2 separate regions of the Mus musculus genome follow, and region 2 is linked to region 1. The links are chromatin contacts, called in public Hi-C maps. All regions are on one chromosome and are shown on one strand. The core of a region is the stretch at or near the end of the contact, and the rest is flanking DNA. Distances in the headings are between cores, read along the strand shown.

Evidence for each region. A called contact is a pair of places that touch in the nucleus more often than the background predicts.
Region 2: a Hi-C map of uterus shows a contact between it and region 1, with 3 times the contacts expected there. The contact joins two enhancer-like sites. A contact is called at or near these places in 3 of 484 Hi-C or Micro-C datasets (the C2C12 cell line and uterus).

What each region holds. Positions count from the first base shown.
Region 1 is chr12:9,748,292-9,752,837 of GRCm38.p6, forward strand. No RefSeq gene overlaps it. Among named protein-coding and RNA genes, the nearest start is that of Gm23979, 110 kb to the left of the region's middle. Within about 2 kb of position 3,275, at least 12 of the 459 cell types and tissues checked have an H3K27ac peak or open chromatin away from gene starts, as enhancers often do. A contact at or near this core is called in uterus, where this site is marked.
Region 2 is chr12:9,912,662-9,917,226 of GRCm38.p6, forward strand. No RefSeq gene overlaps it. Among named protein-coding and RNA genes, the nearest start is that of Gm33734, 4.6 kb to the right of the region's middle. Within about 2 kb of position 3,175, at least 3 of the 459 cell types and tissues checked have an H3K27ac peak or open chromatin away from gene starts, as enhancers often do. A contact at or near this core is called in uterus, where this site is marked.

The DNA.
Region 1 (4,546 bases), core at 2,025-4,524:
GTAAGTATCTTTGTAGAAAATTATTTTGCACGTTTTATTACCTCCTTTACTTATAATTTTGTGAGCTTTTGCTACACACATTTACATTTCTACCTTTCACATTTCTAAAGCAGAAAACCATGGGTGGTCTGTGCTTCTCTTCTGTGATGATTTAATTTTGGAGGGGAATATCTGTCATGCTAGTTCCTCAGAGAAGCACTACCCAGTCTTTGTCATCTGTTGTTCTAGAACTTAGTACACGTCTTCTGGGCTGGAGAATTTGCTTTGGGTATCTGACTTCTCTTAGAGGGGTAATGTCCTTTTTGACCCATCCTACTAGGCACTGTTTACATGGCTTTCTCACTGTGCACATTTGTCAACATGTGATTGTGTTCATATCTCAGATGAGATGTAATTATTAAAAGGGGGAAATAAACCTATGTGGGTTGATCCTGAACCATCTCCTCCTGACTACGGCTGGGACTGTTCAGACCTGCGGAACAAGCCTCAGGAGAGCCTCTCTATGTTGGCAAAGGAGGGGCTCTTACCATATGAAAATAGAAGACTCGTTTGCTTTTCTAATTGGCCACAACTAGCCCAATAGGAGAATGCATTTCCACATGTACAGGGATGTTTCTGTATTTCCTAGTCTGTAAGGTTCAGGTGGAGCTTAGGCCCTTGCTAGCTCCTAGGGCCCAAGACTTTGGAAGGGAAGCTCAAGACAATTTTGCCTATTGCTCCACACCTTCTGCCCAGCCTTTCCTCTGGCTTAGAAAGTATGTGAGAAGAGCAGTTTGAGGTTGTCGCCCTGAATGACCTGTTGCCTACTAGCAGATAAGTGTCCTTGAAGAGATCAGAAGTTTCAAACGTGTCCTTTGTCTGTACAGCTGAGCCTGTTTCATCATCTTTCATATTTACTTTTCTTTGGGTCTCCTTCCCTCAACATGCAGCAGAAAGAATTACCTGGATAATTTAAATAGGCACTTAAAGTGTCCATATGAAAGCAGATCTATGAAACACTGCAAGTTCTGCCAAGAATGTAGAGAAACAGGAATGTGATTATACTATTGGTGGGGACTAAAATGGGGCAGCCATTATGGAAAACAGCATAGAGGGTTTTGCCTATACATTAAGAAATAGAACTACTACCCAATCAGGCAATTCCAGTTCTGGGCATTGATTCACAGAAAAGGAAATCAGTACATTAGAGAGTTCCATGCCATCTTCTGTTTATTGCAGCCCTGTTTATAGCACTCAGAATCAATATATAGACAAGAAAATGTAGTACACAAGTGCACATGTGCATGTCCATGCACCCACACAGTTTGCACACGTGTACACATAAAGAGGTACTATTCAGCAGTGAGAGGATGGAAACTGTCTTGACATTTGCTAAGACATGATGGAACTGGAGATCAAATACAAGGCAAAACAAGCCAGGCTAAAACAACAACAGCAACAACAACAAACAAAGCTCAGCTCTTAAAATCAGTGAGTCCAGTGGTGTTTTTCACATCTTGGGAGAGAAAATAAAAGGAATGGATGAGAAGGGTTGCTTAAAGTATGGAAAATTCACAACAGGATAGGAGAGGTTAGCAAGGGTGTTCTACTGTAAAGACAATGGTTATTACTATCTGTACTATATGATTTAAAATAGTTAGACACTTTTGACTTTTCTTTTATTTTTGGTTGTGAGCCTAGCCTTTAACGGCTGAGCCATCTCTCCAGCCTATTGACTTTTCTTATCACAAAGTAATAACCAAAAAGTCTGTGGGTAATCTAGGTATACCTATGGAGTAAATCTATATAATATAGACGTGCACTGTGGCATCACAGTGTATCCCAGGAAAATGTATAGTTGTAGTAGCAATTAAGAAGAATCTGAAATGCTGCTGTGTCCTCTACCCAGTTTTACATCCGTCATAGTCCAGCCAGCACGTAGCCCCAGTCTTTTCTTGGCATTTCAGAGTAGAAGTGGCCACATGTAGTCCTGTCTGTCTCTGGTATTGTGGTCTCCTGTTTCTATCAGTTAGGTACACTGATGCTGTTTCCCATACTTGCGTGAGAGCTCACACATTGAATACAAGCTAAGTATCTGTTATGAGGACTTTGAGAAGTATACCCTGCTACTGGGGATTAGTAAACTCTGAAGGTGGCTGCAGGAGCCTGGGAAGAGGAAGGGCAGCTTACAGGCTAGCTGTCTGTTTGTTACTCTCCAGACCACCCCTGTGTAGGGAAGATGCCTTTGCTGGTGAGCTGAGAGACTGGAAATCTGGGTATATGAAAGGAGCAGTCACAGTTTAGGACCAGGGATATTCCTTGGAATGGAGTGTTGTCTTTTCCCACTCCATCTCCAGCCCAGCAGTGTTAAGCTTCAGTCAAAACTTGCTTCAAATAAAGCAATGACAAAAGCAAGCCATTTGGACTGTTTTACTTATCATGTGACTTGGGGTCCTCAATATGGATTCAGCACAGCTGTGTTTTTTAATAATCTAGACCAGATTAAAGGGCCCTGCGCTTGAGACGTGTACTTTATTTAACAATGTGTTACTTATAGCACCTCAGACACAAGTGGGCTTCTACATTTCTGTTGGAGAAGCTGCAGGTATGCACAGTAAGCTATAGTTTCCACAGGGTTTTTCTTTTCTAAATCCTATGAAAGGAAGAAAAAATGCAAAAAAAAAAAAATCAACAAACCAAGCTTCTGTAGCTCCTATGTCCCTCAAATAAATGAACAGTAATTAACTTACACAGTTCAGTTCATTTAGTTTTTAAAATAGCTCCATGCTATTTTACTTTTAAAATATCTTAGGAGATTTCCTGAAGAGATCATTACACCAAGTTGGTCCTGACTTGTGTAGGCAATAAAGCAAATAAAGTCATTAAAAATAATTTGAACAAAAGGAGTAACTTGATATTATGCCATCTACATTTGGTTAAAATGACATTTTAAAGTTTGCTTTCATCTTACCAAACAGATCTCCGAACAGAAAAAAAAATGTGATTAATAAATTATCCTCCATAAATCTTATGATAACTATTATAGTCTTTGGAGAATTATGAATCCACATCTGGAAAAAGTATTTTATATGCTACTGCCTGTAAAACAGCATGCCATGCATTTTACAAGTGCACGTTAGTTAGTAAAAATACGGTATGGTTTTTTGTGTTCATCATTTTCCCCTACAAAAGAAGTGTAAGCCTAGTTTATTTCATAGTAAAGAGTGCTAATAAAGTTTATATGACGCTTGTTTTCCTCCCTTACTTTGGTGCTAATGTAGTTTCACTGGGTTAGTTTGAAGGAGCTTTCTAACCCAGCTCAAGGAAGCCATCACTAAAAGCAAAGTCAGCTGGTGCCCCTAGTAGCTGGAGTGGGCAGAAATCAGCTGGTCCAAGGGGTGGCAGAAACATCACAGGAGTACACTGAAATCATCAGAGCTGTGCACCTCATCCTGCCTTGTGTGTGTGTGTATGTGTGTGTGTGTACATGGGCCTGTGTGAAAATGTCTTTGTGTGTTTGTATGTGTGTATGGTGTGCATATGTGCCTGTGTGTGTGTGTGCACATGGGCCTGTGTGTAAATGTCTTTGTGTGTTTGTATGTGTGTATGGTGTGCATATGTGCCTGTGTGTGTGTGCGCACATGGGCCTATGTGTAAATGTCTTTGTGTGTGTGCGTGTGTGTGTGTGTGTGTGGTGTGCACATGTGCCTCTGTGTGTGCACGTGCACTCATTATCCTGATTCTTTTTATCCTTTTTCAGATTCATAGTAGGTCTCCTGAGTTCCTGACTCAGAATGCATGCAAGATAAGATCATTTTTAGAATTAGAAATTTGATTAAACTTAAACATTTGTTAAGGAAAACGAGCAAAGTGCTTTGAGAGCCAACAGTGTCCCTTGGAAATAGAAAATGTTTTCTCGTTTCCAGGCAGCTGTTTGTAATAAGAAGTAGCTGCTGAGTGAGAGGGAAGGACGCCATTAAGTGAAGGTAACCCCTCCAGGGTTTTATGGAGCACCACAGTCATGCAAGCACCATCAGTGATAAATATCACAATAGTGGTTACAGCGCATCTGGTTTTATTTCCATGTGGATCCCCGAATACACTTCAATCCAAGTCACAGAATACATTTAACGATCACAGAAATGCACAAGCTTAATGTACACAAAAGCAACCTCAGGGAAAAGAAAAGATGGCCAAGTCTTATTTCCAGAAGAATGACCTACCAGGATCCATAACAATAACACCTGTAAACCAAATTCTCTTTTGTTTGGATTCTGGAAAAGCGAGCGGCACACCAGACTTTCCTAAGTAGATACCAGGCCTTCAGTCTCCAGAGAGTTTTAATGCATTTATCTTGGAGGCCTTATTTCCAAACATTTAGAATGATCAGATTAAGGGCTTGGGGTGCTGCTGGAAAAACAAGGGTCTTGAAGTACCCTTAGTCAGCCTGTGGAGGTAGCTCAGCTGGTAAAGTGTTCACTGCATGAAGACCTGTGTTTCATCTCGAAAACCCATGTTAAAAACAAACAAACAAGAAAGCAAACGAACTGAACAAAACTGGGTTTGG
Region 2 (4,565 bases), core at 1,925-4,424, 160 kb after region 1:
TAAAATAAGAGAATAGAACTTAGTACCCTAATAGGAAGAAACCTTCAAATATTTGATGTGTGAGAGATACACATGAAGATAGTAGACAATAAAAACTTGAAGGAGGATTGATAAAACCATGTTGATCTAAAACCAAAATCCAATATATTCTGTAACTCCTTCAATCTACTTTTTAAAAACACCTTTAAATTCTTGAATGTGTTGGGGACATCAGAGCCAAGCAGGACCCTCACCAGGCATTGTTTATGTTTTAGAGACTGCAAATGCTATGAGTCCACCCTTGGCTGGAGTTTGAGGATACAGAAGGAGCAAACTTACCATACAATCATTCTTCCTAGCACTGGAAGGGAAGCACTGAAGACTAGAAGTTAAAGGATGAGTATATATAATATTTTTCAAAAACTTCTTTAATAAGGATTCATAAATACTTTAACCTCTCTTGTGAGGCTATGCCAGTACCTGGCAAACACAGAAGTGGATGCTCACAGTCATCTATTGGATGGAACACAGGGCCCCCAATGGAGGAGCTAGAGAAAGTACCTAAGGAGCTGAAGGGGTCTGCAACCCTATGGGAGGAACGACAATATGAACTAACCACTACCCCCAGAGCTCCTGTCTCTAGCTGCATATGTAGCAGAAGATGGTCTAGCCAACCATCATTGGAAAGAGAGGTCCCTTGGCCTTGAAAACTTTATATGCCCAAGTACAGGGGAACACCAGGGCCAAGAAGTGGGAGTGAGTGGGTAGGGGAGCAGGGGGAGGGGGAGGGTATAGGGGACGTTTGGGATAGCATTTGAAATGTAAATAAGAAAATACTTAATAAAAACAAATTGGAAAAAATACTTTAACCTCCCTTCTAGCCCACCATCCAACAGAGGTAGGGGAAAGGAAAGGTTAATAGGGCAGAGAAGAATGTGAACCTGTTTAGAAATAGTTCTTTGGGGAGATTCCATTATTCATTGTCAGGATGGTAGCAGTTCAGTTCACATGAATCAGTAGCACAAACAGAATTTTCAAATCAGCAAAGGCAGTTAGATCCAGAAGAAACCTTGAGATCTATCAATCACCCAGAGTCAAAATACCACCAAACTTGTTGTTGTTGTTGTTGTTGTTGTTGTTGTTGTTGTTGTTGTTTTGGGGGCTGTTTTTCCCTCTATGAAGTCCTGAAGTCCTAACAAATGATGACCAATGAAGAAGGCAAGGTAAACCAATGCCATAGCTTCATCATCAAAGACAAATGTCAGCAAAGCCCAACAATGACCAGCAGAGTGAAAAGGCAAACCAATGTCACACAGCATCATCTATTGTCTGTTGGGTTATATACTCTTTCCAAACATCACATGTTTTCTCAAGTGTCCACCCTAGAAAACATCACATCTCTTTTTCTAGGCAGCTTCCAGATAAAATTCATGTGTCTGTTCTCAGCAAAACATCCTCGCTTGTGTCTGTTTCACCAAAAACATCCACTCATAAGGCAGTTTCCAGAAAAACATCTCATAATATAACTTAGTCTCCAAAGAAACCAGAAATTTCCATTTCAGGGTATGCTTATGGTCAAGGAATGATTTAGAAGGGGGCTGGAGATGTAGCCTAGTGGTAGAGGATTAGCCTAACGTGAATGCAGCTCTAGGTTCAATCCTATCTTAGTTATTTTTCATTATCAAAGCAACTTATGGAAGAAAGAAATTAGTGGGACTCACAATTCCAGAGGGCTAGGGTCTTTTACCATGGTGGTGAGGAGCGGGAGGCAGGCAGGAAAGCAGGCAGGCAGGGAAGCAGGCAGGCAGGTGGGCAGGGAAGCAGGGAAGCGGGCAGGCGGACAGGCGGGCAGGTGGGCAGGTGGGCAGGTGGGCAGGTGGGCAGGTGGGCAGGTGGGCAGGTGAGCAGGCGGGTAGGGAAGCAGGCAAGCGGGCAGGCGGGCAGGGAAGCAGGCAAGCGGGCAGGCGGGCAGGTGGGCAGGGAAGCAGGCAAGCGGGCAGGTGGGCAGGCGGGCAGGCGGGCAGGCGGGCAGGCGGGCAGGCGGGCAGGTGGTCAGGCGGGCAGGCGGGCAGGCGGGCAGGAAAGCGGGCAAGCGGGCAGTCGGGCAGGGAAGCAGGCAAGCGGGCAAGCGGGCAGGCGGGCAGGCAGGCAGGGAAGCAGGCAAGCGGGCAGGCGGGCAGGCGGGCAGGGAAGCAGACAGGCAGGCAGGCAGGCAGGCGGGCAGGGAAGCAGACAGGCAGGGAAGCGGGCAGGCGGGCAGGCGGGCAGGCGGGCAGGGAAGCAGACAGGCAGGCAGGCGGGCAGGCGGGCAGAGAAGCAGACAGGCAGGGAAGCGGGCAGGCGGGCAGGCAGGCAGGCAGGCAGGCAGGCGGGCAGGGAAGCAGACAGGCAGGCATGGCACTGGTGCTCCATGAGTAGCTTTACATCTTTTACTGCAAGTGAGAGACAGCGAGCTAATTTGTAAAAGCATGGGCTCTTGAAAACCTCAAATCCCACCTTCACTGACATACCTCACACCTTCAACAAAGCCACACCTCCTAATCTTTCCCAAACAGATCCAACTGAGGACCAAGCATTCAAATATATGAAGCCCGGGGGCCATTCTCATTCAAACCACCACAAATTCCCAGAACGAGATACACACACACACACACACACACACACACACACACACACACAGAGAGAGAGAGAGAGAGAGAGAGAGAGAGAGAGAGAGAGAGAGAGAGAGGGAGAGAGAGAGAGAGAGAGAGAGAGAGAGAGAGAGAGAGAGAGAGAGAGAGAGAGAGAGAATGGATTGCCTTCAAACTTGAAAGAAGTTTTAGAGCTAGGAGCAGAGAACAGTTTAGATAAACTTTTGAAAAATGATTATCAGAGTGCTCTATAAACCTTAGAAAAGAGATTCCCATTTTTGGATAAACATAGTTTCGTGAATATCACCTTAATCCCCGTGTGAATTAGTTTTGACTTCTCAACCCTTTTTTACCCTTAAGAAAAATTTGGGGTTCCCGGCAGAAATGTGAATAACAAGCCCGTATAAATTCAGAAAATATTCGCGATTTTGTAAAAGGGCTCTTCCAGTTCAAGGCAGTCTGAGTCCTGACAACATGTTAAAGATGACGGCAAGGATGGTGTAGCAATTGGAAGGCCTCCGAAGAGGGGGAAAGAACTGCCTCCAAGAGTAAAAGGTTGAATGATCTTTAGGCGGGGGGCCAAGGATATGGAGAACGATTCTGCCAATTCTCCACTCCCCTCCAAGCGCTCCAGCCTCCCAGCTGCCGCCAAGACACATTTTATTTTTTCTGACATGAAATATGTATATAATTCTAGCCTGATTTTTTAAAACACAAGAGGGTTGATTCTGTTTATGCCTCCCTTTACTCCCACCAAGTACAAACATTGGCCTCCAGCCTGGTGGTGACGACAGGATCTAACAAACAGAATCAGAGAGCCAGGAAGTAGAAGGCTGAGTAAATAGGCTCCCAAATACAAACAGTTTAAAACAGGTAGGTGAGGTAGTGGAGGACCTGGACTGAGGTAGTGGAGGACCTGGACTGAGAGGCTCAGGCAAATTAACTGTCTGGGAAAACAGCAATAGACAACGGTTAACTTTTGGTTCTGAGTTTAATGCTGTTTGTCTGGTCCCTGCATCTGGACCTCAGGGTTTATAAATCTCTAGATAGTGTTGGTTAATGCAAAAAAAAAAAAAAAAAAAAAAAAAAAGAGTAGCTTACTGAAATAGGATCTGTTTTACAATGTTTTGTGTATGTGCACTAAACCCAGGGCATAGCATCTTCATGTGCATATGTGGTTCATGGAATAAAGGGTATGCACAGTGTAAATGAAAGTAATTAGGTAATGGAAAATATGTGAGGCCACAAAGAAACAGGCTTGCATTAGAGAACCTGTGGCCCAAGAAGGCACAGCCATACTGATAAAGGATGCTACCCTGCTATGCCCATAACTGCTACTTCATCACTCCCTTAATCCTGTTGTGGCTGCATGTCAGCTCCAGGAAGAACATTCAATAGCATCATTCCTGATCCAGTGAGCAGAAATCCATGGCTGCAAAGCTCTAGCATGTTTTCTCTTTCATTTAAGTGTTTGAAAATCATTAACAATCATGCAATGTTTCTATATTTCTATTAGCAGAGTGATTGTTTTCAAATGCTTTGTTCATTCCCAGAAACTAGATCATACTATATGTACATTTGTTACATACATATTGAGGAATAAATAGCAAATATAAGTGATTCCTTTTCTTTGTACTTGGCTGACACATCACAGGAAATGGCGTGAATTCTGAATGGTATTTGCTACTTACACATTATTTCAATCAAAGAGTCATAGAAAGGAAGCTTATTCCAAGCCCCAGGAAGACCTTTATTATGTATCGATCCTTCAGTATGTTGCTTTAGTTCCAGATACCAAAAGTATGTTTGTCTGTGTGATCAGTAACTTTAGAGAAGGAAATGGCATATGTTTCTCAAGTGGCCCTGGGTTGGCCTTATCCAAGGATGAGTTTAATATTTATGGATCACCACGAAGTGAAGTATGTTTATGATCTTGTTGTTTGACTGAAGATAAGT